Linked DNA regions of Mus musculus: region 1 is linked to region 2. Evidence: chromatin contacts called from public Hi-C data. All regions are on one chromosome and are shown on one strand. The core of a region is the stretch at or near the end of the contact, and the rest is flanking DNA. Distances in the headings are between cores, read along the strand shown. Region 1 has its middle 8.8 kb from the start of Gm39565. Region 2 overlaps 4930452A19Rik (RIKEN cDNA 4930452A19 gene).

Region 1 (3,928 bases), core at 708-3,207, 610 kb after region 2:
CTGCCCTGCACCCACCCATTTAGCAACATCTAAGAACTACTGGTTTTTGCAGAGGAGTAATATAAGTCCTGTCAAACTGAGTGTCTGATAGGTGCTAATTTGGCATGGCAATGGGATAAAAGTAGGTCCCAGGCTGTCCTCAACCTCACAGGATTGGAATGCTGTCTACTTAGCATGGGAGTCAAACATTTCCCTGGCAAGAGATTGCTTTCCACTCACAGGTTGACTCAATAAATAGAAAAGTAATTAGCAGTGTGCTGGGGTAGATGTGTCAGGAAGAATTTCATCAAGGCAGAAGGACCCAGTGAATCGAGAAGCCTGTTGTGTCCAGTGTGGGATGAATCTTTCATGCCGACTTCAGGATGAGCATGTCGCTTCTGCCTGTCTCCAAGAAGAGAAATTTCTGAATCTTTAATTATATTTTCACTTTGATCAAGGAGAAAAGAAAAATCAGAGACTACTTAAAATCGGCCCAAAAATAAAGACTTCTTCTCACTTTGTGGTGCAGTGACGCTGGCCTTGAGTCTTGTGCGTGCTTCCCCCTCCTTTTGGCTGCATGGGTTTTGTTTTATTTTCTTCCTCCATTATTAAATGCCTTCATGCTTGAAATGTGATCTGAATGCTTCCTTGTTATCCCCCCTCCCTCTTCAGAAAAATAAATGGTATTAAGTCATTTATAATGGTAGAAAGAAGTGGGATTTCCAGGAAGGAAATTTACCCTCAGGCTGGAAAAAGAAAACAAACAAACAAACAAACAACAACAACAAAAACCCAAAACCAACCAACCAACAACAACAACAAAAAAACCAGATTAAGGCATTGTGTTTAACTACCTTTTAAAAAATACATTTGAAAGTATTAAATTTCATTTCACGTGTCCAAAACAGTATAATATGATATTAGCATATCAATGAACAATAGAAATAGTGCTTTGACTCATACAAAAAATAAATAAAACAATTCCCTTATGGAGAAAATGGGGATAGGGTGGAGAAGGGGTGTGGGAGGAGGGGACCATGGATTTTACTTTGAGAGAGTTAGAATTCCTCTATCTACAAGAAGGTTTTGCAAAGTGGCCCAGGCTGTAGGGCCTCTTTGGAATTCTTTTGCTAAGTACTTGACCAAGAGCCAGTTCCCCATCTTAAAATGTTACCCGTCTGGACCCAGGAACACTACACCTGCTTCAACCAGGCTGGCGATGCTTCTCAGAAGGAATGCCGGGTGAGGGCGAGGCAAGCTTTCATCAGCTTTCAAGGGTCACCTGAGTGCCCACCTGTGCCCTGGCGCCATAAGAAAGTGGGTTTGTCAAGTGCCAAGGTGTTTTCTACTTGTGGAAAGAACTCTTGCCTTCCATATCTTACATAGTTGGACCTTCGAACTTGGAATATTTTCTTACACCTCACATAGCTCTGCTCCCTGCGGGGAGAGAACCCTAGTCTTTCAAGTGGTTATTATGAATCTTAGTGTATAAATATGCACAAGAGGTCATCACCACTCCAAGATGGTACTCAAAGGTTCAAGTGTCTCTCCATAAAATTTTTCAACTTGTTCAGTGACAGCGAATCAAAGTCTGCAAGTCAGAGCTCCACTTTTGATTGTTACTTCAAGATTTTCAAGAAAAAAAAGATATTTTGGGGAGACTTGATTTATATTCATTCTTTCATTCGCTTGCCCTATAGACTTGCAATGAGGTATTGGCTTGGCTGTGACCACGTTTGGTGCCGAATTTCCCACCTTAGGCATTGTGGCCAGGGCTGTGAAGGTTGAGACGTGAAATTCCTAGATTTTAGATCTGGATCTGACCCAGAGAGGCTGAGTGACCTCTCTTGTGCCAAATTATATCATGTAATCAAAGGTGTAAATCAGGTCTGACCCTCCCCACCAGGCTGTGTCCAGTGAGCCTAGGCCTCTGGAAGGCTTGAGGGCTAGAGTGTGGGATCATCCTGGGGCCATAATCTCATTGGTTACGCTTGACTACATATGACCTCACTATGTTATCAACTACGTATGACCTCACTATGTTAGTATCTTGCGGTCTTGGTGATATTTCTGATCTTTTGGGGCAATAGCTTCACGTTCCCTGTGATACTGGTGTGTGCTTTCCATCTGTGATCACTTAGCATCTCTGTGTGCACACAGGTGCAGGTGTCTGTGCAAGTGAAGGCCAGAGGCTAAGGTTGGGTGTCTCGATCAATCACCCTACACATTGGGGTTTTTTTTTTTTTGTTGTTGTTGTTATTTTTGTTTTGTTTTGTTTTTTGTTTTTTAAAGACAGGGTCTCTCACTGTCTGATTGGCTAGCTTGGCTATCCAGGGAGCCCGAGGGATTCTCCTGTCTAGCCTCCTAGTAGCTGGGATCGAAGGCATACGGCACCATGCTTTGCTCTTTTCACAGTGGCCAAGTTAAATACCAGGTCCTCATACCTGACTAGCAAGAACTTTACTGTCCAAGCCATCTCCTCAGCCCCTCCAGAGTTTCTTTTTATCCAGAACCTTGGACTTGGAATCCGTGCAGGTATTACAGCGAGAGAACTTCCCAGTCAAGGCTTATTAAATGAAGTGTTTATCTCACCCCTCGAGGACATTTGTCCAATACTTCAAATGAAACAGTTTCTCCCCCACTACTGTTCTCCAGAGTTTTCAGCCAACATTTTCTGAGTTCTTGTGGTGAACCAGGCCCAGTCTGGAGGCAGCTCAGAACCAGGATCTACCTCCCTTCTTGTCTCCCAAGGGTCCACTTGTCTCTGTGCTCTGAGGCTCCCACTCAGAATATAATATCCCATGACAGGATGTCTTTCCACGTGCACACCAATATAGCTCTGGTCTCTGTGTGCTGAGTTCCTTTCTCAAGCCACTGACAAGTGAGAGGGACCGCTGTGGGTCCAGGTTGACTTTCTTCTTTATTTGTATTTGAGTCCACTCTCCTCTCCTCATCTCCGTTTGAACTGCATGCCTGGTGGGAGCGAGGTCCTGACTGCGATTCTTTGTGTTCCCTCATTGAACTCCCTTTCTTTCTGCTAACAAAGTTGTTAAAGAAACTGGACCCAAGCTTGGGAAGGGATTTTGACTGCATTTTAGAACATATTCAAACTTAACAGATTTCTCTTCTTAAAAATGTTTAGAACTGGATGCAGTCTTAGAAGTCCAGGGCCCAGTCGCTTTTCTTTATGGATTGCAAGGTACACAGAGGCTGGTAGGTGCACTACGGTGCTAATACAGTCTTCAAATCCTATGCTCTTTCTTGGCTTCAATTTAGTGGGTTAGACTGTCTTCTCCTTCTTGAACATTATCTTTTACTTTAATTAAAAACACACATGTAGAAGAACAACAGCAGTTTATTCTGTCACCCTGATCAAATATGTGTAGAGTGTTGTTTGGCGCCCGAACAAGCCATTTCGGCCCCTGACATGATCCATCTGTGATCACTTAGCGTCTCTGTGTGCACACAGGTGCAGGTGTCTGTGCAAGTGAAGGCCAGAGGCTAAGGTTGGGTGACTCGATCAATCACCCTACACATTGGGGTTTTTTGTTGTTGTTTTTATTTTTGTTTTGTTTTGTTTTTTGTTTTTTAAAGACAGGGTCTCTCACTACTTCTTAAAGTAGGTCTCCCCTACTTCTTATGTCTTCCTGTCGGGTCCTGGTAGCTCACATTGACTAGTTGCCCTCTGAACTCTACAGAATCCAAGTGTTCCTTCCCAGTCACTGGCAGGGCTTGGGCAGGTGGGAACCCCTCTCCTGACAAGGATCACGTTTGACATTTGCTGAGCTCTGTTAGGATGGTTTCCTTCTAAAACTGACCCTACCTTGCTTTTTTTTTCCCCTCCCATACCCATTTACCCACTCCCCCCCCCCACCCCTTTAAATAGATTTGGCCTAAAGACAAGACTTCACCCTCTCTTGTCTCCCATTCCACCTTTATTCTGGGCCCT
Region 2 (4,244 bases), core at 46-2,545:
CTCTTTTTCCAACACCATGTCTGCCTGGATGCTGCCATGTTTCCTGCCGTGATGATAATGGACTAAACCCCTGAACTGTAAGCCAGACCCAATTAAATGTTGTCCTTTATAAGAATTGCCTTGGTCATGGTGTCTCTTCACAGCAATAGAAACCCTAAGACAGGGAGAGAGCAGTAAATGGCTCAGTGGCTAAGACACCTGCTGAACAAGGATGATAGATAACCTGAATTCAGGTCCCCCATGTCCATTTTAAAGGCATATATATGATCCTGCAACTCCAGAGGTATGGGAACAGAAACTAGAGGATTGCTGGGGCTTGCGGGCTACCATCCTAGCTCCAGGTTGAGCAAAGGTCTCTGTGTCAGAAGAGTAAGGTGTTGAGTGATGGAACACTACCACCAACATCCTCCTGTGGCCTCTGTATGTGTGATAATACATACACATACCCATACACCATGCATTCATATGTGATACACACATACAAAGGAATAGTGTGATGGTTTGAATATGTTTGCCCCCGGTAGTGGAGCTATTAAGAGGTGTGGCCTTGTTGGAGTGGGTGTGGCCTTGTTGGAGGAAGTGTGTCTGTCACTGTGGGGGTGGGCAATGACACCACGTGGAAGCCAATCTTCTCCTGACTACCTTCCAATCAAGATGCCAGAACTCGCAGCTCCTTCTCCACCACCATGTCTGCCTGGACACTGCCATGCTTTTTGCCTTCCTGATAATGGGCTGAACTTCTAAACCTGTAAGCCAGCCACAACGCTGTCCTTGATCATAGTGTCTCTTCACATAACAATGAAGCCCTAAGACAGACAAGTACTGATGGTATTGGTTAGCATAGTAAACCCACCCATTTCTCCAGCTCCTCTACTCTCCAAAACTATGAACTAATATTGTTCTTCCAGAAGTAAGAACAAGTTTAAAACAAAACAAAAATAATAAAGAATGCCCTAGTTGGATGGTCCTATACCCATGCCCATACAGACAGCACTTGGTGGACTCAGTAAGTATACAAACAAGAAGCATTAAATAGGGAGAGAAAGTGAGGGGAGAGGAAGAGATGAAGGGGAGGAACTGGGGGAAAAGTTACCAAAGCATAGTATATGCATGTAGGAAACTCTCAAAAATTAAAAACTGGAGGAAAAAAAAAAAAAAAAAGACAAATAGAAATTCCAGGCAAAAGTGCTTTCTCCCACAAGAGGGCGCTCCTGGACCCAAGAGCTGAGGGATTGAGTCTGTAGTTCCTGGGATGCTCTGAAACCTAATAAATTACAGACAGCAGACACCCTTTGTGGTTTCCTTGCACTCTGTAGTGACCATGGAATCCAAAGATCAAGGCTCTTATCAAATGTAAGCATTCAGGCTTCTTACTGGCAGCTTTTAAGTACAGCGGAAGCTAGGGTGGTCTACCCATGCTTCTATAGCGAACCTTCAGCTTTCCTGCTGCATGTTCTGTCGGGGACGGACCGTTTTCCCTGTTACTCAAGTCAAGCTGAACTTCCATTTCTTGTCCCAGCCAATCAAGAGTAGCAGTCGCCAGAAATTAAAAATAGCATGTTGCTGTAGGACAAGGTGGTAAATGACACAGAACTTTGGGAAAGTCTGGCTGGGTCTAGCCAGCCTCACCCTCTGCCACTCCCGGGCAGGGAGGAAGCGAGAGGCTCCTAGGAGTATGGCCAGGAAAGGCTGTGGCCAAGCAAGGGCCCAGAAAGGATTTTTCCTTTGAGTCAGGGATGACAGCTGTCCTCGTGAGGGGAGGAGTGGAAAACTGGATCCACTGAGCGGTATCTGCTAAGTCCAAAGAGGCCTGCAGAAGCACGAGGACTGCCAGCTACAGTAGTTCGTGGGACATCAAAGCCGCGATTAGCACAGCTTCCTGGCTGTCGCACTCTGCGTATTTATGGCGCATTGCACATTTAAATGCTATTCTCATAAGGCGTTTCAGCTGTCAAAGCTCCATATTTGAGCGATAAAAGTGACTTAAAGTACCAGGGGTCCTTGGTGCCCAACCTCAGCAGTGTGTCAAAGCCAATCAATGACAACCAAAACCCACCAAATTTGTTTCACCATTTGAAAAGCAACGGCCCCTAAGGCCACCTGTGAGCAGCCTGGTAGACACACAGTACACATGGGGGTCCAGAGAGGGGGATACAGGGGGCAAGCCTGACTGGTCTCTGCACATGTGAGTTTATGCCAGTACCAGGGAGGGGTCTCTGAAGAAGAGGAAAAAGTACTATTCTTGTTCTTCATTTTAAGGTAGGGGTATATGATGTGATGGCAAATTAAGAGACGATGTTAACACCCCCTCTTCTGACACCCAGACAGCATGGATGCCTTCCAACCTGACTTCTGTTTTTGTTGATTCTCCTTCAAAATGGCACACCATGCATGTGTCCTGGGAGAAAATATGGCAGGTTTGGCCAGGAAAACCAATGGCCAGGACAGGCAAAGAAAAGGAACCTGTGATCAGTGTGGTCCCTGAGCTGAAGGACCCTAGGGACAGCATCTGTCCCCTGAGAGCACAGGCTTCCCACAGTTCTTTTCGTGTGTGTGTGTGTGTGTGTGTGTGTGTGTGTGTGTGTTTCCTACCCAATAGCTCACAGCCAGTTTCCTTACTTTTGGTTCATACCATCTATCTCCCTAGATACCCCTTCCGTGGGTTCAGCTCCCCCACATCATTAAAGGCCTGCTTTCCTTACAGGAGTCTCTGAGGGTAGTACCATCCTTCTCTGTAGACACCTGTCTTCCAGGAGCTGGGCTTGAGCCTGAAGCTCATCTCTCACATGGCCACTTGCAGCTTGCCAAGATAGCTGGGGTCAAGATTTAGTCAGCCTTCTACAAATAAAGCATACCCTGACCCAACCATGGAAGCACCCATGAGCTAAGCCTCTGGTTTCCAACAGTTGCATCAGCCATTATCGCACACGCACAAACGCATGCACACACTCAGAGAGAGAGAGAGAGAGAGAGAGAGAGAGAGAGAGCTGGCACTCAGTGGGCAAAGGATTCACTGGCCCTCATTGAGCAAGGGATCTGCATGGCAGCAACACCTTTTCCTAACTTTCCAAACCCAAGTTAACTTCCCTTTGTCAAAATTGTGAAGCATTAATGTGCCCAAATGAAAGGTCAGAGGTATAGACTTGTGTCCTGGCCTCATTTCCAGTAAGAATGGTCTACATGGAGTAAGGGAGGCTTACAGCTTTACCTAGGCCAGTCCCGAAGATGAAGGCACAGATGGGTGGGTATTGGCTGTGGACCATTCATTCAATGGTCCAGTAAAAACAGTGGAGCCAGGCTCTGAACCAAGAGGTCCCATGCTTACCCACCCCAAACTGCCCCTTCCCATACCCTCACCCTATTCCCTAACAAAGATCCTTTAAGTTATGTCTAACAGAAAACCCCTTATTCTTTAGTAAGAAAAAAAGCAACTAAATAGAAAAAAAAATTAAAATTACCCGCAGAGCAACCAGTTTCTGACCCTTTCCTCTGCTGCAGAGAGCTATAGCCTTCCTTTGCAATAAACTTAACTTGCTTACTTTTCTTTAAAAATATATACAAATTCGCAGCAGTGGCAGCAGCACTCTGAGGACCCAACCCCTGTGGCTCAACATGAGGGCAGTGATGCTGGCTGCTTAGTTTGGCTCACCTGGGCTGCTATGGTGTCTGTGGATATTTGAGAACTGTGTGGCTGAAACACACAAGAGAGAAATGTTAGTGATGTCCATGAACTTTTCTAACACAGCTGTTAGAAATCAGCAACCTGGATGGCTTAGGACTGGTGCCAGACATAGCATCAGAGATAGTTGGTCCCTCACCTTCTACTCTTGGACTTCTCATTAAAGTAGACTGCCACCATAGCTCACGCTGCTACTGATCACTGGGGAAACTAAGGCAGGCAATCATTTAAAGCTGAGCCCCATCTGCATTCCCGGATGAGGTCCAGGCCAGAGTCGGCTCATGTTGTCTTCAAAATAAAACAAACAAAAAGACAAGATGTCCCAACCCAACCTCAAAGGTAAGTGGCCCCTAAGGTCCCTGGCAGAAATTTTGACTAGCATTCAGAGATGGGAGCATAAAAACACCAGAGTTCCCAGGACCCCACATTCTGGGTTTAGAATCAGGGTGGATCCAGTTGCCCTCACATGTGGTATAGAAACAGGCTCATCAGAAATCTCCTTAGGCAGATGATGAACTTATAAACCAAGGAGGGGTATGTGGGAGGGTTTGGCAAGAAAAGTGAG

The links. A called contact is a pair of places that touch in the nucleus more often than the background predicts.
Region 1: a contact with region 2 is called in a Hi-C map of muscle stem cells, with 4 times the contacts expected there. The contact joins two enhancer-like sites. A contact is called at or near these places in 4 of 484 Hi-C or Micro-C datasets (the N1E-115 cell line, bone marrow-derived macrophages, muscle stem cells and 1 more), 4 of 115 datasets of contacts at active chromatin or transcription factors (bone marrow-derived macrophages, embryonic midbrain, embryonic stem cells and 1 more) and 1 of 9 other capture datasets (embryonic stem cells).

What each region holds. Positions count from the first base shown.
Region 1 is chr17:10,360,759-10,364,686 of GRCm38.p6, forward strand. No RefSeq gene overlaps it. Among named protein-coding and RNA genes, the nearest start is that of Gm39565, 8.8 kb to the right of the region's middle. Within about 2 kb of position 1,958, at least 8 of the 459 cell types and tissues checked have an H3K27ac peak or open chromatin away from gene starts, as enhancers often do. A contact at or near this core is called in muscle stem cells, where this site is marked.
Region 2 is chr17:9,755,161-9,759,404 of GRCm38.p6, forward strand. The region is part of intron 3 of 4930452A19Rik (RIKEN cDNA 4930452A19 gene); the gene reads right to left. Among named protein-coding and RNA genes, the nearest start is that of 4930452A19Rik, 19 kb to the right of the region's middle. Within about 2 kb of position 1,296, at least 33 of the 459 cell types and tissues checked have an H3K27ac peak or open chromatin away from gene starts, as enhancers often do. A contact at or near this core is called in muscle stem cells, where this site is marked.